6 separate regions of the Mus musculus genome follow, and all the other regions are linked to region 3. Evidence: chromatin contacts called from public Hi-C, HiChIP or PLAC-seq and promoter capture Hi-C data. All regions are on one chromosome and are shown on one strand. Each heading gives the region's core, a stretch centred on a gene start, on an enhancer-like site or on the middle of the called end of the contact. The rest is flanking DNA. Distances are from core to core; before and after follow the strand shown. Region 1 holds the start of Ppp1cb (protein phosphatase 1 catalytic subunit beta). Region 2 holds the start of Yes1 (YES proto-oncogene 1, Src family tyrosine kinase). Region 3 has its middle 13 kb from the start of Gm36732. Region 4 overlaps Babam2 (BRISC and BRCA1 A complex member 2). Region 5 overlaps Babam2 (BRISC and BRCA1 A complex member 2). Region 6 overlaps Babam2 (BRISC and BRCA1 A complex member 2).

Region 1 (3,199 bases), core at 368-2,867, 260 kb after region 3:
AGTTGTGGATAAGACTTAAAAGTTCTTTTCCTTGGGACTTATAGGGCCCATAAAAACATAAGACATCTACATAAGCATTCCCAAGTATTCTGAATTCTTAAAGTCATGGAAGAGATAGATTTGGAGAAATGGCATCAAAATATCTACCTCCATTTGTAACTGGTGTTTCAGTTTCTTAGTTTCTAGAAAGCAGAGAGTCAACTTTTTAGCCCATCTTTTTCAAGTTAACAGAATCTTCCAGCGTGCATTTTGGAAATAAAGCCCCTGGTTTAATCTGATCTTTCCCATGCTTGGTTTCCTTTTTTTTTTTTCTATTTCCTTCTTTACTTTTAAAAAGTATTTTTATGCATATGAGTGCTTTGTCTGCATGTATGTTTGTGTACTATGTATAGTGCCCATAGAGAGGACCGAGAGGGCATCAGATGCCCTGGAACTGTTAGGTCTCAAACCTGGGACAAATGACAGAGGTACTTATTTAACATGTGAAAGTGGTTACTGGACCCAGGTTCTCTCAGCCATTCCTACCTGTTACAGGGTATGTATGGCATGCACACTCCCTGCCCTAATCTTCTCTTTCCCTCCCCCTCAGAGTCATGCTCGCTCTGAATATTCCCAGATGTCTTTCCTCCCAACTATGTTCTCCCATTTATCTCTAATAAACCTTTTTCTTCATCATACCTAGAAGCAATCATGTCCTTTTCTTTTTATTTTATTTTTATCAGAATCAAAATTACAGATAGATAGTTGTAACCATGTGGGTGCTGGGAATTGAACCCATGTCCTCTGCAAAAAAACAGGCAGTGCTCCTAACCTCTGAATCATCTCTTCAGTCCCTGTATTTGTTTTTAATTTATCCCAACTGCAAGCATTTATTATGTAGCTGAAGATGACCTTGGGCTTCTGGATCTTCTGCCTCCATCTCCCAGTTGTAGGGATTACAGGTCTCTTATGCCCGGTAAATGTGATTTTTATCCTCTAGGAACCGAGTGCAGTAGAGAAATGTTTAAAAATCACAAGATAAGAGAATTAAGCAATATAAGAAATCAATGAACAGAAAAGAACTATAGAAAAGTGGTATCCTGAGTGTATGGAGATGTCGGGAGCGTGTAAAATCTTATTGCTGTTGACTGAGGCCCACTTTGAATCCTGTTTCTTCTAGGGTCACCTGGCGAATCAGCGACTCTGGTGATGTGATACAGAGCCCTTGATCTGCAATGTCAATCTTTTTCAACAGAGAAGTCTCTTATCTCCAGCACACCTGGGTTTCCAACATAGGCAACTGAAACCCACGTTTCCGGGTTAGCGGAAATACGAGCAATTGTTTTGAAAACCAGTGACTGAAACCTAGAAAAGAAAAGCAAGGCGGGAAGAACGCAATAGTTAACTCTGCGGAACCACCAGGCCCTGGGGAGCAGGGAAGGAAGGTCATTCCAGCCTACGCCGGCTCTGCGTTCACAAGCAAGGCAGGCTCCGCCCTGCGCCTGCGTAGTGGCGACTGTTCGTTGCAGTGGAACGCCTGAGAGAGGGAATCGCTCCTGCGCGTTAGCAACCGCGGAGGGGAGGGCGGGGAGCTGGAGAGGCAGGAAGGGGACGTGGCGCGCGTGCGCGCAGTTCGGCGCGGCTAGGCGGCCCGCAAGGGCGGAGGGGAGGGAGTGACGCTGAGGGCGGGGCTGTCCGTGGCGCTGCCGAGCTTTGCGGAGCTGGGCGGTGCCGAGGAGGAGGTGGAGGAGGCGGTGGCGGCTGGGGTCTGACGCGGCCCGGTTCCTGACGCGGCCCGGTTCCTGGGGGCCTGCTTGTTTATTTATTTATTTCCAGTGGGCGCCGCCAGCGTGTGCGCGCGCTGTCGCTGCTCGGCGGGGAGGGGGTGGGGGGAGGGCCCGCGCCCGGGGGGAGTTGGAGCCGGGGTCGAAACGCCGCGTGACTCGTAGGTGAGAACGCCGAGCCGCCGCCGCCGCCGAGAAGCCCTGTTAACGCTTTAGGGAGGAGAGTCTGGTGCCGACAAGATGGCGGACGGGGAGCTGAACGTGGACAGCCTCATCACCCGCCTGCTGGAGGGTGAGTGCGGCGCCGGCTCGTCTCCCCACCCGGCCGCGGGGCCCTTCCCGCTCGAGCTGAGGTCGGAGAGGAGGGCAGGCGGGCGGGCGGGCGGGCGGGCCGGGTGCCCCAGGAGGCCAGGAGCGCGGGCTGGCGGGCGGGCAGGCGGGGAGGCCGGGCCGAGCGAGGCCGGAGGCCCATCGGCTGGTACAGTCTTCCCGAGAGGCGGCCGGGCTCCGCTTGGCCGCTGTGCTGGCCTCTGCAGACCGTTCCGAAGAAGGGGCGAGGATGCCTGCCGCTGGGCTTTGTGTGTCCGTGGAATGTGTATTTCTCGGTTCTCTTTGTGCGTTGCCCTTGGCAGCCTCCGATGGTCGTTCCGGTAGTGAATTTTACATAAAACCTTCCCAGTAAGGCTCTCGGATCGTTTGCATTTTACTGGATGCTCTAGAAAGAATTAGGGAGAGGATACGATGACTAGTTTACCATTTATTATCTGGAGTATAAAAAAACAGTAAAAATCCTGAATCAGGTTAAAGACGTCCGTTAGAAATACGAAACGCCCGGATACATGTGCTGAAGGGGTTGATTTGGGGGCTTTTTTTTTTTTTTAAACATGTTTGAGCCGAGTTTAATTTCTGCACAAACTTAGCAAATGTCTGTTGTGAATAATCTCTTGAGCTTAAAAGGTATTTTACAAGTGTTCTCAGCATTTGAAGTTCCGGGTTCTTATGCTTTTATCGATTAGTTTTGTGTTGGTGGGAACATAAGGAGAAAAGAGGAGATGGAGAGGCCAGTAGTTAAATGTATTGGTCCGTTGGGGGATACTGTTCGAAGTTAAAGGCGGGTCTTGGTCAAAAGAACCCTTTTACGCTATAAAATTTGCGTCGTCACTAATTGTGGAGTGTGTAAAAAAGAATTGCGTTTTTGAGTGGTTAAGAGTCCTTTTTGTCAGCCTCCTAATGAATGCGTGTGTTTACTACAGCGAAGCTGTTTGTGTTTGGAATTTTACCAAAGAGCGTGGAGAGGGGTGACTTTTCTTTAACTAGTTAAAGTACGAAGTATTTATTCTCTGTTTAAAACAACAACAACAACAAAACAACTCTGTTTATATGCTCCAGATGTAAAAGCTTTCCAGCAGCCTTAAGGCTGAGAAAAAGGCAGAACT
Region 2 (3,560 bases), core at 439-2,938, 410 kb after region 3:
TTAAGTTGTAGGTGTATTTTTGATACTCTCTCCCTACCTTAAAGTACAGAAATTGTGTGTGATGGTACCTACTTGTAACCCCAGAAACTGGGAGGTAGAGACAGGAGAAGGAGGGGCTCAAAAATCATCCTCAGCTACACAGCAAGTTCAAAGCTATCCTGGGCTACACAAGACTCTGTCTCAAAAAAGCAAGCAAAGTAAAACAAAATAAAATATAAAACAAATTCAAAACAGGTTAGACTAACATTGAGAGGGTTTTTGTTTGTTGTCTTTTAAATTGGGAGAGTTTAGGGTCACAAATATATTTCTATTTTATCTGTAGGTTTAGAAAGGCAACAGCTCAAGTAACTAACGTTCTAGTTTCAAGAAAAAACTTGCTGGGCGGTGGTGGCGCACGCCTTTAATCCTAGCACTTGGTAGGCAGAGGCAGGGGGATTTCTGAGTTCGAGGCCAGCCTGGTCTACAAAGTGGGTTCCAGGACAGCCAGAGCTATACAGAGAAAAACAAAAAAACAAAAAAACAAAAAAAAAAAAAAAACAAAACAAAACAAAAAAACCCCTTAATGCACCAGTCAATGGCAAAATAAAGCACCGCGCTACATCACACATAGTTGTTCATGTGGATTCCCATTCCTTTCTCTGAAGAAACTTTTTAAAGCTGTGTGCATTTAAGTTGCTAAAGTACCAGACTACTGACGGAGTTGATATGTCAAAGATGATGCTGAATTTCTCTGAAAACCACAAAGGAAACCAACAGTCCCACATTAATACTTCGAATAACCCCACCAAAGAGGAAATACAAAAGGGAAATTAAGAGTGTGATAAGGCAGACGTGCCTTTAGCAGGAGTACTTCTAGATTGTCTTTTGACCCTCTCAATCTTGTACCTCAGTTCCTCCTAAACCCTTCCTTTTTCTACAAGGCAAGCAGAAAAAACGATGCAAGGCCTTCGGAGGGAAAACAAACAAAAAACCTTTCATCTTGACTTCTTCACTTCAAGGGGCCCAAACGTCAGCTTTCATAGCTGTCAAGAAGAGTCACAGTGCCTGTCCGGGTTCCCTATTACGAGGATCAAATACAATGCTGTCCCACTCTAAGTGAGAGCCACCATTCCTGGGAGAATTGCCAACACAACTCAGGTTCGGTTCTACTCGCGCGGCAAGGCTGGTTCGACCTACAGTCAACAGGAAGCTTCTGCGGCCAGACGAGAACCAAGGTGTCAGCACTGCCCTGATGGCTCACGCGGTTCGACTGTGATTTTACTATCAGTGACAAAGGGTGCGGAGGCACAAAGCTGAGAAATGAACAGTCAACCTTTCTCCAAAGAACCCCAACCCCGATCACCCTCCGAAAACAAAGCCCCACACCCCTCAGTGTTTCGGTGAGCCAGGCGGAGCCCCGCTTCGCCCGTTGCGGTAGTCGGCGTGCGGGCAAGGCAGGGAACCACATGCCGCTGCTGCTTTCTCCTCACGCCCCCTCGGGAGCACGCCTGACCCCTGGCGCCATGTTGGGCCGGCAGGCACGACACGGCCGGGCCTCCCAGCGGCCCGCGGACCCCGCGCAGAGCTCCCGCGCCGGAAGGCGCTCCCAGCAGACAGCAGAGCGCGAGTTCCGGTGAGCGGGCGCGCGCAGGTAGCCGCAACCCCCGCCCCGCGCGCGATCCGGAGCGGAGGGGCGGGGCCGGCGGCGAGAGGAGGAGAGAGGGAGGCCGCGGGGTGCGGGCGTCCGGGAGTTCCCTCCTCCTCAAGTAAAGCGTCCCGGGCCGGCTGCGCCGCCGTCGCTGCCTCCTGGCGCCCCGCGACCTGGAGGTGGAGAAGGGAGAGGGACCCGCGGGCGTCCACCTCGGCCGGCCGCCTTCTCCCCGCGGCGACCCGTGCGAGTGCGGCCGGACTCAGGTAAGCTCGCGGCGTGGCCTCGCGACGTAGGCAGCTGACCCGGACCGGGCAGCTCTAGGCCTCGGCATCCACCCTCCTGCTCCCGGGCTTCTCGAGGCGCCGCCGCCCCTGCCGCTGTCCGCCTACTGGTCCCGGAGTCTGGAAGTTGAGGAGAAACTTCTCCCCTCCCGCGGTCTGGCTGGCGGGCGTGAGTGTCTCGTCTCCTGGGCTCACTACCTGCTTGCCCAGTGCCTCGGTCTCCGCCCTGTCCAGTACTTCCCGATTCTGCGGGAGTCCGGATAGTGGTCCAGCCTATGTGGTGCCGCCGCTGCACCCTCCACCCCAAAGGACGTGGGGTCACTCCCGAATGAGGACCAGAGGGTAGGGCAGCGGCCCCTTCTCGTCCTAGCGGCTGGAGGTCTGTGTCGCCGGACGCCCGCAGCAACTGTCTGGAGCGAGGAGTGGAACTCGTGGAGCGAGCGGGTGAGCGGCGGGTTGTACTTGGTTTGATTGCAAACCACGACCTGTTTATAAAGTTTTCCTTTGTTTGGGTTTGAGGGTGTTGGGACGTGTTACAATCAGCGGCCACTTTTAAGTGCCTTGCCACTCCGCCTCCCCGTGAGTTCGGTTCTCTGTCCTCCTGTGTCAACGAAAATTTTGTTTGTGTTTTGCTTCTTGATAATTGCTTCCAGCTTTTGCTTTATTGGGCTTGAGAAAGAGTTGTTTTTAAAAAGTGGGAATATCGTTTCTGGTATAGGGATTGTGAATGGGGCATAGCGTAGTTTTGATGTAGTTATTCTTTGCATAAGTGATTGGAACAGCAGTGGAAATGACAGTTATCAAAGTAAATAAACGAAAAGTATGCAGTTGAAACATAACTTTGTACCTCTCTTGTGTGTTCCACAGCTGTGTTTTTTACATGTGATTTCACAGGATATTTCGGTATGGTATATTCATGTATTTCGTGTAAAATTACTGACCAAAATTGGCAATTGAAAGTGAGTTTAAACATCCTGTTAAATTTCTAAATTTAAATTACTCACTAATGAAAATGTTATTAAGTGTGCATGTGTGACTCAATTTAAGGCCAAATGTGTGCTACCTCTATTAACCAGCACAATGGTGTGGACTAGAAACATTTTGAGTGGGCAGATAGGGAGTGTTAAATTAAAAGCCAAAGTTCTTATATGCAACATATATGAGAGAGAATACAACTGTAGGAAAGTTGTTCTTCAGGAATTTTTTCCGCTTGCTAAATGCATTTAGCTATATCTTATTTTTGAATACCAGCAAAACCTCAGTGAAAATGTAGATGCTGGTTGACATTTCAGTAGGTCCTAAATTTAGGGGAGGGAGAAGATTGCCTTTGATTGAAACTTAGATACAAGACTGTTTATATTCCATATTTCCAGGATAAAATAAAAGCTTTTAAAATGTGTGCTTTGCCATAAAACTACGGTAATGTTATACCTTTAATTTTGTAGCTAGTTTTTGCTGACTTCACAAACCACAAAATTGACTCCTTTCTGTTCAACTGAAAGTGAAATTACAGCCTTGACCTGTCTTCTTGGGATAGGTGTGAAATTTATCTCATGGCCAAAGGATAATATTAATATATAGTCAAAAATTGTTTTTAGTTGAAGAAATTCTCAAAAAAACCCATTGTCTTTGCAAATAAAATTTTATTT
Region 3 (3,133 bases), core at 13-2,512:
GCACCACTTGTAGCAGCGCACAGCACACGCCTGTAATGATCCAGCTTGTGTTGACTAGACGGCTCAGCCTATGATGGCACTTACCACTAAGCTGGACCACCTGAATCTGAGCAAGAGACCCACATGGTAGAAGGAGAGATCCAGTTCCCACAAGTTGCCCCTCTGACCTTCATCTGTAGGTGTACCCCTATACAGAATGTAGAGAACATACACCTGTTTGCCCAGCATACACAGAGACAAATAGATACATGCAATTAAAAAAAAAAAAAAAAAAACCAAGTGTTTGGGAGCCTGAGGCAGGAGAATTGCTATGAGCTACATAGTGAATTGTTTTGGGTTTTTTTTAAAGCAGCTTATAAAGCTGGAAAAATATTAAAATATTAAAAATTCTGAATAAACCAAGAAAGATAGATCTATCCATAGATGTTTCTTGGCAGGTTCTTGAGGGGACCTCTAGCAGTGTGACCATCCCCACCTTCTCCATTCCTTTCCCAGTCTGTGTCCTCAAGCAGCAACAGTGAGTCCTGGAGAGTGGCAGTTGGGACATCATCTCCCTCCCCATCCCCCAGGTCTGCCACCAACCCTGGCACATAGTTGATGCCTCGTAGGCAGCACTGTGTAGTCGATTCTCCAAACTGGGACACCGCAAGAGGTGGGATGTTAGTAATCATTGGGTCAGGACAACAGTTGTCGTCTGGAACCATATTGGACAAACAAGTGACAGTCTGTTCTCTACCATATGCATAGATGTCTGTCTGTCTGAATGAGGTTCTGTCTGACACTCTGACTTCTATTATACAATGACTTGCTTCTTTGCCAAAACAGTCATCTGCGTTAAGTGATGCCCCCTTGTGTCTTGATGCTCATCTCTGCCTACTGCAGAGAGAGGCATCTCTCTACACAGAGAAAATTGGTAAGGCTAAAAACATCTCCAACCACGTGCCATGGTGGGAACTGCTGTATGTTTCATCAAAGTCAGAGTGTTCTAAGCCTACTGTGAAGCCCACAGTAGGGCCTGACAGGAGGCTGGCCAGGCTGGGTAGACTGGGACTAGTTAGTGTCTCTCTTCCCTCCTGGACTCTCATGTTTAGTTGGGCTCTCTCTGTTGGGCAGATGGAAGAGATGGACCCAGCTGGGTTGTAGTAGGCCTGAACAGAGCTGGAGCTCTAAGGAAGCTGTCTGGGCACTTCCTCAGCTAGTCTCCACCTATCCTACCATGGGACCAGTGCCTTGCCAGAGACAAGCCAGACAAACACAGCTCACTGCTGCCCTCTGGTGTCTGATTCTTCCGGCCCCGTTGCTCCTCTAGGGACAGCCACATGATGCTGTCTCTGAGCAGGGCCCATGAGCAGTCACCCAATGTGAGCATGAGAACGATAGTCTGTCAGTACTGATTCTGAGATAACAGACGTAAGATGGGACTATTCCAGGCTGGGTGAGCATATGGTTATCCCGTCTAGGCTTAGAACCATTTCGCGGTAGCCTCCAGAACCATCTCAGGGAACTGCCTGGTGAAGTCACCAAGTCACAACACATGTAAGTGCTTAGCAGGAGCATGAAAGAGTAAGAAGTCACTGGCTAATGTGGTCAGTGGTTGACTATTATCCTCTCTTAGGAGTTGCCGGCATCCTGGGAGCCCATTTCCAGCTGTTCGGATGGGATAAGCTGCACCCAGAGCTATCGATAAAGCAGGAGTGGGGGGATCTGGTCTTTGGGTGGACTGAGGTGGGTGCTTCTGGGGCTCAGTCATGTGGCATGAGCAGTAAACCCAGCAGTCTGGCCTGTGAGTGGTCCAGACACCTTCCCTCTGGAAATTTGGGGCCTTGCCAGGACAGGGGATAGACAGGGAAACTTCATTCTCACTGAGATAAGGGCATTTTTGTGTCCGCTTTTGTAGTGGTCCTCCTGTCCAGTAGCTGTGTCCCAGTGCTAACTGGGGTGATCTTTGCCCTGCTGAGTGGCCAGCAGGTGTGGGTGAGCCTCTGTCCCTGCCTTCCTCTTCACATTCTGCCCCCCATCTCCTCCTCATGGCCTCTAACCCCATCAACCTCAGGCCTCTGGTAGGACAGCCTCAGGGCCTTTGCTAAGCTGCTGGTCCCCCGGGGATCTCTGGTAGGGATCAGTGCAGGATGACCAGCGGCTGTGCCACTCATAAAAGCAAGTGGGGTTTGGTACAGGTACAGAGCCTTGAGCCCCACCCTCTGAAGCTGCCAATTACAGGGAAGGTGCCAGTGACTGAGGCCAGGGTAGAAGGACCAACTCAGACATCGAGCAGGAGATGAAGGTGCCTCAGGGACAGGACACAGAAAGAGGAAGGACAGAACTCATAGGGTCCCCATATGGGTCTCAAAAGGCAGAGACAGGAGTCAGGGACTGACAGAGATCATGGGCTTCCAGGGGCAAGGGTTCGGGGGCAGAGTCTGGGTGGCTGGGACAGTGTGTGTAAGTAAGTAGGTTTGATTCAGAGGCTTGTAAGGACTTTAGCAAAGGCAAGAGGAGGACGCACAGCTTTAGAAAGAATTCTTATGGTCTAGGAGAGAGGGCTCAGGCTGGGTGCCTTGTTTGAGGAAGAGGAGAAAGCTTCAAGTTGGTTTTGTATTCCTCAAACCTGTTTGCCCACATCTTTGGCATCTGTGCCCCATGAGGAAGCTGCAAGGAGCTGGGCCTGTCTGGGCCTGAGAGTGGCATTCTTATTGAGGCCATGTACTTCCTGCAGATGTTCCCTACTGAGGTCACAGGCCCCTCTCGAGGACCTTCTTCCTGGTCTTTGCTCACTAAAGCAGCCCAGAACCCCACACCATAGCAGGCGGCTTTGCTTTCTTCCTCCCACCTGCCCCTTCCTCAGTCTTCCTCATAAGACTTCCTGCCTACACACACTCACACTTGAGCCTTGCACAGCCAGCCACACACAGGCGCCTGCAGTCTTGAGTCTGAGAGCTTGGGTTTGAGCTCAACCTCTACCATTCACCTGCAATGTGGCTCTGGGCAGTTTGAACCCTTTGTGCCTCAGTTATCTCATCTGTGAATTGGGGATAATGGGATGTAATGACGCTTATCTCATGGACTTGTCATGAGGATCGAAGGAGCTGAGGCAAGTGCAAACAGCTCAGAGGGCTCTGTGGGTGGGAGGGGA
Region 4 (3,412 bases), core at 412-2,911, 320 kb before region 3:
GCCTTAATAGGAGAGGAGGTGCCTAGTCATAGAGCGGGCTGGTTGAAGGAGGCCTGCCTTTTTCTGAAGAGAAAAGGAAGAGGAGAAGTGGGTTGGGGAAGGAACTGAGAAAAGGAAGAGAGGAAGGAGGGGAACCTACAGTTAGGATGTTATAAAACTAACTAACTAACTAACTAATTGAATTAATGAGTTTAAAAGTCCCACAGACACTCCAAGGCCAATCTGATCTAGGCAATTACTCAGTTGAGGTTCCTCTTCCTAGGTGACTATAATTTGTGTTAAGTTGACCAAAGAAGCCAGAATGCCCTTCTGTGTAGTCCTCGATGCTCTGCACCACTGTAGTGCTCCCTCTTCACCTCAGGTCAGTCATGCTGTCCTCACTCCAACCTTCTGAAGGTATTCAGGTTTCTGAAGGTCTCCAGATTCAATAAGTACTCCATTAATATCAGTATCTACTCTGTCATTCCTTTCTCATCACCCTGAAAAAAAAAAAAAAACCCAGTTTCTTAACTGAGATGCATCAAGGTTATTTATGATCTAGTTCTTAAACTTGTTCAGCTTCATCTCTTTCAGTTTCCCCCAATATCCGGTGCTTCAGCCTTCCTGAATAGTATTGTGCCTGTATGTGCCTCAGCATCTGTCTTTCTAATCTCCTACCCTTTTTGACTCCATGCAACACTGCATCACTTCCTCCTTGATGCCTCCTGAAGCCCCCAGCTTCAACCCTTTGCTAGCATCCCTGCCTTGCCCTTCCATTTAAGCACATACTCACTGCAACAGGATCACCTAGCATTCATTTACTTGTTTGCTTCCTGCTTGTGGCAGTGTGTCTGTCTCTCCATGGGGGAAAGCCTGGGATGTTCTGGTGAGGTTTGGGGAAGTTGCTTTTGTCCTTGTTTGTTGCTGTTGCTATCATTTTAACACGTTTCATTTCTTAGTAGTTTTTGAGAGCTGGATTGCTATGCATATTTTCTTGTGTCCTTACCCATATGTGATTAAATAACAGAGTCAAGAAACCCAAATAAGGGCTTCCCCTCTTCTGCTGGCCTAATTTCATTCTTTGATATCTACTTAGTAAAAACTTTTGTTCACTCAGAAACTTGAATCCACACTCTGGCGTGAATTAGAAACGTTAAGCTGTTAATAACTTCCCTGGAGAATTATGACTTGAAAGAATGCTTTGCTACTTTTATCATCAGTTATGCATCGTGAAATGTCACAATTTCTCTTCAGAATTTCTTTATAAGCACAAAGCTGCAAATGTTCATCAATTGATCTATCTCAAGCCCCTATTAGCTTAGAAATGAGAGGAACATTCTTTAGTAATCCAGGCCAATGAGAACTCCTAACTCAATTTATACTTCTAAATCTGGCATCAGCATTTCTATAATTAGTAAAGTTCTAGCAAATCCACCTACTCAAGATCTCTGCTAAGTCCAACATTTATAGTGGTTCATTACAGAGCTATTAATATCATAGTCTTTCCTCATATGAATATTTCTACTCTCCATAATTCACTGCAGGGACATTTTTGCTCTGTTCTTCCTCTTTTGGACCTTGCATTTCCTTTCTGATTCACACGGTCCTCAGTACGTGACAAAGAGTTTTCAAAGCAAATTTGGACTAGGAGAATCATGCAGAGGAAAAGCATTGCAGCAGGAGTCAGCAACACTGGATTTGGGTTTCTGCCCTGTGACTCACTCGCTCTGTACATAGCATAATCCACTTTCTTTATCTTAGTGTCTGTGAATCTGTGGGTGTTGGAATCAATGGTTACAAGCCTTTTCTTTTTAATATAAAACAGAATAATAATAGCTCGAGGTGAAGTGGTGGCCAGGTCCAGGAAGCCTGTCCATTGTTGCCCTGGGCTGCTCTGAGCAAACTCAAGAGAGGTGCAGACTCTAGTTCTCCATAGAGTATAGGGTGCAGCCTCTAAGGCTGTTCTTACCTTCATATTTTCTAAGTTTGTCTTTAGTGAACTCCCATCAACAGCAAGGAAGGTGTCCAGTCTCTCCACATCCTCACCAGTATTTGGTATTTTCTGGGCCGTTGCTTTTAAATACAGAAGTTGTCCTCATGGGTGTTTGATGGCACCCACTGTGTTTTGGGTTACTAACAACTTCTCATGAGCTCACTGGCCATTTGTTCATCTTATTTGGGTAAAAGTCTACTCAAATTCTTTGCACATTTTAACATCAGATTGTTTATTGTCTTGTTGAGTTTCAGGGGTTCTGTATGTGTTCTGGATATTAACTTGTGATAAAAATATGGTGTAGATGGTGTGGTTGTACATATCTTTAGTCCCAGCACTGGGGAGATAGAAGCAAGCAGATCTCTGTGAGTTCAGTATCAGCCTGGTCTACATAGTGAGTTCAAAGCCAGCCAGAGTTACACGATAAGACACATACATACATGCATACATACACACACATACACACATGAGACATGTGCATGCATATATATATCTCAGATGTTTTCTCTCACCTGCCGTTTTACTGCTAATCCTGATTTTTTTCATAAAGTCTGATTTATCAGTTTTTCTTTAGTTGTCTATATACTTATTTACAATTCCTAAACTTTACATAGTCTTCATTTTATGCAGCCTCCTAGCCCAGTGTGATCTCCTTCCTGCTTTTTCTCTTAAGTCACAGGGCTCACCCTGTTACTCTTCAGTTCCTTGTATTATGTTTGCCTCTGTTTTCTTTTCTTTAGTTGCTAGTTGTCTTAGCCAGTGCTTCTGAGACTTTAATGTGCATCAAATGTCCTAGCTGGTGCTTAGTTTGAATAGCATGGCTCCACGCTTCACCATCTATCCATATGGGTTTCAATACCTATGCTGTTCACAAAAGTTACATCACACCCTTATTTCTTGTTTCTGGGCTGTTCCTCTGTCTCTAGATGTTTGGAATTGAAATCCTGAAATCGAAAGAGGTATGAAAGCAGTTAGTGCTTATAACTTCCCTCAGGCTGGGAAAGCCAGATCTCTGCTCAATGGTTTTGTTTCTTTGTTTATTTTTGGTTTTTAAACCACTTTTGAAGCTTTTCTTGGAATACACATTACTCTTCTGTTTGCATTATCTCTCTCAAGGAAAAAAAAAGGCATAATAGAGTGAGGGTTGGACAAGAAAGAGCCTAAGGAGGTGACTCTGTATTCGCAGAGACTGAGTGAGTTCTTCAACCTTTTCGTAGGCCTTTGTCCACTTATGTTGTCCTGTCTTTGTAAGGACTCTCACTGAAAGCAAAGAATACTTTTCTCATTTCATGTTCTCTCTCTCTCTCTCTCTCTCTCTCTCTCTCACTGAATATTTCCATTTCTGGGGTGGGGGTCTTCATTATTTGACAGTGTGTCACAAACAAGTCAAGTCATAGATGAGCAAAGCCATACGAAAGCCATAGGAAACCGCATAGAATG
Region 5 (3,402 bases), core at 537-3,036, 260 kb before region 3:
GGGGGGCTCAAAAAAAGCAGACTCCTTCCCTTTGTTATACTTAATCTCTTGATATCAACAGTCATAGGACAGATAGTGACTTATGTGCAAGCCGTCAGATATAGTAGTGTTAGAAATGTATGCAAGCAAGGCTGGGCAGTTCCACACAGATACTTGGTATTTGCTTTTCTATGTGGTTTCTGTTATATCAAACACAAGGCAGAGAAAGTTGCCCCCACAGCCCTGCTGGAGTGAGCAAGTGTGCTCTGGCCTGCTACAGGCCACTTTCTGAGCTGTCCAGGCCATGGAAGCACAAATAGCAACCTCGGGCACATAAGGACACGCACAGGCCACAGAGCCTGTGAAGGGCTCTGTCAGGTTTCAGTGAACAGATGTTTATCCCACAACGCTTCCCCTCTTCTTGGGGTTTGTCTAGTGCATTACAGAAAAAAGGAAGAAAAAGAAACCTTAAACTGTTTACACTAATTATCCCCTTTTGCTGCTCTTGCTTGTTTTGTTTTGCTCTTTCTTTTTCCCATACATTAAGAAGTCTTCATGTGAGGAAGTTCTGCCCAGCTGCTCTCTGGAATGGACCCTTCCATAGCTTAAACTGGGAACCTTTTGTTCTTGGATCTGAGTACAGCTCAGCTCGCCTTGTCACATGTGTGTTGGTGCACTGGCTTCCAAGAAGTTTATAGGCTTTTTCTCAACCCATTTCCTTCTTACCCCAAAGATAATCTGCTTCTATGACTTTCCTTCAAGTAAACAACTCCAGATCCCTTCATTGTATCTGTTCTCCCTGTGGCTCAGTCAGTACTTTATGCAGCCAGGCCGCTCTGAAGCCTGTGCTTAAGTTCGGTGCGTTCCGTGCCACCGTCCTAGCTATTAAATACTAAGTCAAACCCTTTCTTCTGTCTCTCTTTTGTTCATGTGTTCACTTACTTTTTCATTTCCTTTGTTCAAGAAATACACATATATATTTAGCTCCTGCTGTGTACCAGGTACAGCTCTGGGTACAAAGGAGTCAGCAATAAGTAAAACCAGACGTGGTCTTGGCCTTCAAGGAATTCCCATTGTAGTGAGGGAGAAAGGCATATAAAGGATTAATTACAATTCAAGGTGATGCACACTATAATAGTAGAGTTCAAAGTTCTTTGAAGAATGGCAAGAGTGTAATTGGCTCTGCCTCAGGCATCAAAAATACCTTCCCAGACTATTTGACATGTGTTTATTCTAGACATAGAACAGCATATATGGAAGATGTGTTTGCAAAATGGTAAATGGTCCAGAGAGGCCAGTAACTAGGATATAAGAAATGATGAAGGTAAAGCTGAGAACTCAAGGTGGGCAGCAGCCTAGCTCACTTATTTTGCAAATAAGGCTTAAAAATCATTCATATATATAATATACATATATATTATATATGCATATATACACACACACATATATCTTTCAGAAAAGAGAAGGTACGAGCAATGACAACTTTTAAACACACACTCAATGTGTTTAAAATGAGTGAGTCACACACTCAATGTCATAGGCTCAGTTGTATTTGCTTAAAATCCATATGCTCTGGTCCCATCCCCAAGACCTCAGAAAGTGACTGTATTGGAGATGGGTCCTTTCAGTGGATGTTAAGTTAAATTGACGTTGTTTAGGAGTGTTTTAGTCAGTAGGGCTGGGGTCCTTACCAGAAAAGGAAGATGAGAGGCAGAGGGAGAAGTCTATGAAAGCATGCTGAGAAGAGACTCAGCAGCCAGCACTTTACCTCTAAACCAGGAAGTGCACTTCTGTGTTCAGTGACTCAGTCTGTGTGCACTTAGTTATAGGAGCCTTGAAAAAAATGGATACACTCAACATTGTGATTTATAGGGGGCTGGAGAGATGACTCAGCGGGTAAGAGCACTGACTGCTCTTCCAAAGGTCCTGATTTCAAATCCCGGCAACCACATGGTGACTCACAACCACCCATAATGAGACCTGAAGCCCTCTTCTGGCGCATCTGAAAACAGCTACAGTGTACTTGTGTATAATAATAAATAAAATCTTTTTTTAAAAATTGTGATTTATAAATATGGTTATGTAGAGGGTGCTGGCTTGGGATGGACAGTTATGAGGAAGAGGAAACAGGACTAAGGTGCTGAGGCAACGTTCTAGGCTGCTGAGGGATTATACTTGTAAGATACCCTTTTAACCAAAATAGTGAATACCATAGAGAAGACACCTTTGGGAGAGTAGAGAGGAGCAGAACCCCAAACAGCACATTTAGATTTAGATCTGTCTGTTTCTGGTTTTACCTTGGGTAGCTGAGCTACTTGGGTGGTATCCAGGTGAATTTTCTTGCTGCTGGCCCTTGCTTGAGTTCTGCAGCAGGAGTGATAGTTTCCCGTTGTCTCTGTCCCTGCTTCACACTAGCTGGTATGGCCATGACTGCATCCTTCTCCTCTGGGCACGTTTCCACAGGGAGTCATCCCTGCAGCTGCAGTTCACTCGAGTTCAAGTCCTGGGCTACACAATGCCAGCCCACTGTTGTCAGGCCTGTGGTGTCTCTGCCTCTGGTTTGTTTCTTTAGCTCTGTGTTCAGCTTCAGTTGGCCCTTTGCATGCACCATCTCTCTCAGTGACTTGAAAGTACCTCCTTCTAGGCGGAAGTCCTAGAGACAGGAGGAAATGTATAATGACACTTGGAAAGAGTCTGAGTGTGAGTGTAGATTTGGTATTCTGTAGGTTAGGTCTGAACTGATTCATTGCCAATAGCAGTGAAAAGTGAAAGGGGTCATGGGTAGAATGCTGGAAAACTTAAACTCCTCAGGAATTGGCTAGCTTTGTAGCAAAGTTGGATTTTATTTATATAATTCCTTAAGTCTGATTACATGAATAAATGCAAGTGAATAATTCCGACTGAATATTCCCACTAGTAACATAACACTAAAGTATATGGTGGCATATGCCTGTAATTCCAAACTCAGGAGGGTAAGGCCAGGGGTCATGAGTTCCAGTTTCTGGCCCAGCTTGAGAACCAAGAGAGAAGCGGGGAGGGGCTAGAGACAGACAGACAGAGACAGATAGAAACTGATTTGTCATAAAGAAGGGAACCAATGAACAGTGGGTCAGTTTATAGAGAGTAAGTAGAATAACAAAAGTAACATTTACAAACCTCAGAAATATAATTATTAAAAACCCTATATGTCTAATTACAAGTTACTTAGAAATATATGTCTTAATGAAATTTACTAAGTCCTTTTGGATGGCACTCCTTGTGGCCAAGATTTATTTTACCCTATGTTCCAAAATAATAAAGTCTGTGCTACCTGTTAAACAGACAGTTGTGGTGATTATATGTTAATTTTTTCCTTGTGGTGTTATTAATCTGTATTTCTATATCATAGGTGCCACTATCTTTCTTATTATTGATGATGAATCC
Region 6 (3,356 bases), core at 225-2,724, 470 kb before region 3:
AAGATAATATCCCATAAAGAGGCTTATTGCTTTGTGCCTGCAAGATGGTTCAGTGAGTGGGTAAGGACACCTCCCACCAATCCTGACAACCTGAGTTCCATTCCTGGACCCAGAGGAAGAAGAGAACTGAATCTTGTATATTGTCTTCTGATTTCCACATGTGTGATGTGCCCTGCACTCAATAAAGTAAAAAAAAAAAAAAAAAAAAAAAGTAAGAATGAAAAAAGATGTACCACTTAAAATGCCTACTTAGTAATAGTTTTTTTTAAGGTAGGAATGGCTAATATCCCCACTGCTGTCAAAACCCATTGTTAGCCCTTACTCTAGTGTTCTGGGCATGGGGTATGTGAACAAGAGTTAGAAATGTTAATGGCCTGCAAGGACCAGAGTGATAATATAAGTAAGGAAAGCAGATGGAGTATGGCAGATTCTTAGAACACACAGTCTCTGTGGAAACTCCTTCTATTGACTCAGAGAGTGGAAGTCAGCCATTTTACATCTTTTTTTTTTTTTAAATCAGTTTTAAATGTTGTCTATCTTTCCAAAATTAAGGATATTTGTTATTCAGGTAAATTGAGTCTGTGTAAAGAGTAGCCTGAGTTTTTGCACTGTGGGCTTCCATCACTGCCTGGATGGTGTACGAGGTACATGCTTGGGCTGCAGGCCAGCATCCATAGCATCTGTCTATGCTGTATTAGCCCTTCTCTGTCACCATCACAGCACTGAACCTCTTGCCTACTGTGAAAGTGATAATAGCTTTGCTTTGTTAGTGTCAGTAATTGCACTTGGCATTTTCTTTCTTAAACCTAGCCTTGTGAACAGGGTATTAAAATCTACCTATTTGTAAAAAAGAGGAATAAAAAATGTGGTTATTAAAGATCAGATGGATGGATGAGGGAGATGGCACAAGCCATACTGTGCTTTCAAGGTAAAAGGACCTGGGTTTAATCCCCAAATTTACACAGAGAAAGGCTTGGCAGGGGCAGATGCTTATAATTCCAGTGTGGGGACACAGAGACAAGAAGGTACCTGGGGCTTAGGATGAACACACACACACACACACACACACACACACACACACACACACACACAATATGATGGGTGGAATGGGTAGATAAACTCTTTTTGGAGTAGTGACTGTGTGTTTTACCATCATTAACTGGGAGGTACCACATCTCGATACTCTCTAGATTGCTTTGTATTAATTTACCAAGTGCAACGTTAAATGAGACATTCAGTCCAAGGTCATTTGTTACCCTTGCATTATTAGACCATTCTCAGGAAACCACAAAAGTACAAAATAGTGACAGGATTAGATTGCTACTTTTTTTTTTTTTCCAAAAAGAAATTACTAACTAAATTGAACAGAAATGATCCAAGTAAGTCACTGGTAGATGAAGTGGAGATAGTGCTGAGGTTACACACAGAAGGAAGCACTGTCCCATGTTTCCCCCTCCTACTCCTTTTTTCTGAGTAAACCATTATAGTTTTAAGAAATGGTTTCAGTTTAGTTCTTTTGAGGATTCCCAGTTCTCTCAGTACTACACTGCCTCTTTCCTGACTGGCCAGCTATAGATGTTATCTTTTGACTTCCTGCCCTCTTATAGGGGCATCAGCCTATTTTCACCATCCCCCTTACCTCTCTCTTCCTCTTTAATAAAACCACATCACTGCTATTGGTTCCCGAGTTCTTTACCTTGTAGCTTAAACCTTTGTTCTTTTTTCTTGTGCTGGGGATCAAATTTCAGGGCCTTACAAAGGTTAGAGACAAACTTTCCCAAGGAACAAGTCCATGACAACCCCTTCCATACCTCCCCTCCAGGGTCACTTTTAACACTGTATCATACAATTCAATGAACAGTCCCCCAGAGTTCTTGATAAGTGCATGACTCAGCTTTGTTATCAGCTAGGACGATCTCTGTGCAGTCGTGATGGATATTTCATCTATCTGGAGTCCTATGAACCACAGATAATGTCTTTTGGCTTCACACTTCACAGGATAAGATTAGCCTCTGCTTCTTTCTTTTTCTCTTGCATTTTCCTGCACTGTTTTTATGTGTCTTCTGTTTTCCCCTTTGCATTCTTAAGATTAATAATTTGTTGTCTATAATTGTTTCCAGGGCATTGTTCATAAATTACACAGTGGCTTGATAGGCCTGCTTCTGCATTAAATATCATTAGATTTTACCTTCTTTTGTGGGCCTAATAGTAACAATTCTGTACATTACTGGATGGTTTTTTAGGAAACTGGCTACTTGCTTAGGTTATTGGAAACCAGGCTCAAATAACTTCCCCAGATTTTTGTTCTTCTCTCTTCTGTATCTTGGCCCAACATTTTTTTATTACCTCCATTAAAATTAGGTATCTTTCTTAAGGTCTTTCTTCCTTTTTGTTTCCCTTTCAGATATCTTGTTCTTACTGTATGACTGCAGTATCTGTTACAGTCTTTCAAATAACAAAAATTGGAGATCTAAAATACTTCTGGGACCAATGAGATGATTCAGCAGTTAAAGGTGCTTGCTGACAAGCCTAACAACCTGAATTCAATCCCTGCAATCTACCTGGTTAGAAGGAGAGAACTGTTCTAGTTTCCTTTCGATTGCTGTGATAAAACACTGTGACCAAAGCCTTCCTGGATCAGTTAATAATCAAGACAGTCCTCTACAGGCATGCACACAGGCCAGTCTCCTTCTAGGCAATTCCTCAGCCAAGGCTCCTCTCAGATGACTCTAGGGTGCAATTAAAACTAGCCAAGAGGTTGAAGAGATGGCTCAGCAGTTAAGAAAACAAACTGTTTTGTTCTTGTAGAGAACCCTGAGTTTGGTCCCTAGAACCCATGTCAGGCAGCACACAGCTGTCTGCAAGTTCAGTTCCATGAGATCTGATCCTTTCTTCTGGACTGTGAAGGCACCTGCATGTACATATACATGCACATGTATAGTTGCAATTGAAAATAAAAATCTTTGAACAATAAGATTAAATAAAATCCCTGCTAACCAGTTCAAGAACTGAGTCCCATGAGTTGTCCTCTGACCTCCAGATGCGTGCCTTGTATACACATCATCACACACAAACCATCACAGGCACACACACACACACACACACACACACACACACACACACACACACAAATAAATGAATGAATGAATAAATAAATGTAACAATTGTAAAAATTAAAAAAAAATTTTTTTTGCCACCATTATTTTTATATCCACTTGGAGCATCATATTTTATATTATCATTTTTCTTCCTGTTATTCTATAATACTGCAGCTGGTTAATACAGTCCTCATGTTATGGTGACCCCCAACCATAAAATTATTTTCATTGCTACTTTGTAACTGTAATTTTGCTACA

Evidence for each region. Promoter capture Hi-C pulls out the DNA fragments that hold promoters and counts their contacts. Hi-C and Micro-C count contacts between places; a contact is called where the count stands out from the background. HiChIP or PLAC-seq counts read pairs in DNA pulled down with a chosen protein or histone mark.
Region 1: a Hi-C map of uterus shows a contact between it and region 3, with 1.9 times the contacts expected there. The contact joins the promoter of Ppp1cb here to the enhancer-like site in region 3. A contact is called at or near these places in 2 of 39 promoter capture datasets (both in the 3T3-L1 cell line), 4 of 484 Hi-C or Micro-C datasets (cortical neurons, embryonic fibroblasts and uterus), 3 of 115 datasets of contacts at active chromatin or transcription factors (bone marrow-derived macrophages, extraembryonic endoderm stem cells and pancreatic cancer cells) and 1 of 9 other capture datasets (macrophages).
Region 2: a promoter capture Hi-C map of hippocampal neurons shows a contact between it and region 3, with 3 times the contacts expected there. The contact joins the promoter of Yes1 here to the enhancer-like site in region 3. A contact is called at or near these places in 3 of 39 promoter capture datasets (the 3T3-L1 cell line, hippocampal neurons and liver) and 3 of 115 datasets of contacts at active chromatin or transcription factors (acute myeloid leukemia, pro-B cells and stem cell-derived neural progenitor cells).
Region 4: a contact with region 3 is called in a Hi-C map of bone marrow-derived macrophages, with 27 read pairs. The contact joins two enhancer-like sites. A contact is called at or near these places in 1 of 39 promoter capture datasets (liver), 1 of 15 datasets of contacts at CTCF or cohesin (the NIH/3T3 cell line), 10 of 484 Hi-C or Micro-C datasets (the C2C12 cell line, adipose-derived mesenchymal stem cells, bone marrow-derived macrophages and 6 more) and 6 of 115 datasets of contacts at active chromatin or transcription factors (the NIH/3T3 cell line, acute myeloid leukemia, bone marrow-derived macrophages and 2 more).
Region 5: a contact with region 3 is called in a Hi-C map of bone marrow-derived macrophages, with 23 read pairs. The contact joins two enhancer-like sites. A contact is called at or near these places in 7 of 39 promoter capture datasets (embryonic stem cells, hematopoietic stem and progenitor cells, liver and 2 more), 5 of 15 datasets of contacts at CTCF or cohesin (CD8 T cells, the NIH/3T3 cell line, embryonic stem cells and 1 more), 104 of 484 Hi-C or Micro-C datasets (the 4T1 cell line, the AML12 cell line, B cells and 52 more), 14 of 115 datasets of contacts at active chromatin or transcription factors (T-cell acute lymphoblastic leukemia, acute myeloid leukemia, bone marrow-derived dendritic cells and 9 more) and 1 of 9 other capture datasets (embryonic stem cells).
Region 6: a contact with region 3 is called in a BATF HiChIP or PLAC-seq map of CD8 T cells, with 6 read pairs. The contact joins two enhancer-like sites. A contact is called at or near these places in 1 of 15 datasets of contacts at CTCF or cohesin (CD8 T cells), 6 of 484 Hi-C or Micro-C datasets (bone marrow-derived macrophages, embryonic stem cells, muscle stem cells and 2 more) and 6 of 115 datasets of contacts at active chromatin or transcription factors (CD8 T cells, the NIH/3T3 cell line, Th17 cells and 3 more).

What each region holds. Positions count from the first base shown.
Region 1 is chr5:32,457,353-32,460,551 of GRCm38.p6, forward strand. It overlaps Ppp1cb (protein phosphatase 1 catalytic subunit beta), which reads left to right and starts at 1,618. Exons shown (of 8, transcript NM_172707.3): 1 at 1,618-2,055. The coding sequence starts at 2,004.
Region 2 is chr5:32,609,483-32,613,042 of GRCm38.p6, forward strand. Yes1 (YES proto-oncogene 1, Src family tyrosine kinase) reads left to right here and starts at 1,689. Exons shown (of 12, transcript NM_001205132.1): 1 at 1,689-1,893. Gm10461 (collagen alpha-1(II) chain) reads right to left here. Exons shown (of 2, transcript XM_030254958.1): 2 at 1-2,570. The coding sequence ends at 1,742.
Region 3 is chr5:32,196,644-32,199,776 of GRCm38.p6, forward strand. No RefSeq gene overlaps it. Among named protein-coding and RNA genes, the nearest start is that of Gm36732, 13 kb to the left of the region's middle. Within about 2 kb of position 1,263, at least 115 of the 459 cell types and tissues checked have an H3K27ac peak or open chromatin away from gene starts, as enhancers often do. A contact at or near this core is called in the 4T1 cell line, the BV-2 cell line, the C2C12 cell line and 15 more, where this site is marked.
Region 4 is chr5:31,880,885-31,884,296 of GRCm38.p6, forward strand. All of the region lies in intron 6 of Babam2 (BRISC and BRCA1 A complex member 2), which reads left to right. Among named protein-coding and RNA genes, the nearest start is that of Gm52770, 120 kb to the right of the region's middle. Within about 2 kb of position 1,662, at least 76 of the 459 cell types and tissues checked have an H3K27ac peak or open chromatin away from gene starts, as enhancers often do. A contact at or near this core is called in the C2C12 cell line, the NIH/3T3 cell line, acute myeloid leukemia and 3 more, where this site is marked.
Region 5 is chr5:31,934,300-31,937,701 of GRCm38.p6, forward strand. All of the region lies in intron 7 of Babam2 (BRISC and BRCA1 A complex member 2), which reads left to right. Among named protein-coding and RNA genes, the nearest start is that of Gm52770, 63 kb to the right of the region's middle. Within about 2 kb of position 1,787, at least 41 of the 459 cell types and tissues checked have an H3K27ac peak or open chromatin away from gene starts, as enhancers often do. A contact at or near this core is called in the 4T1 cell line, the BV-2 cell line, the C2C12 cell line and 6 more, where this site is marked.
Region 6 is chr5:31,731,262-31,734,617 of GRCm38.p6, forward strand. All of the region lies in intron 3 of Babam2 (BRISC and BRCA1 A complex member 2), which reads left to right. Among named protein-coding and RNA genes, the nearest start is that of Babam2, 35 kb to the left of the region's middle. Within about 2 kb of position 1,475, at least 35 of the 459 cell types and tissues checked have an H3K27ac peak or open chromatin away from gene starts, as enhancers often do. A contact at or near this core is called in CD8 T cells, Th17 cells, Th2 cells and 1 more, where this site is marked.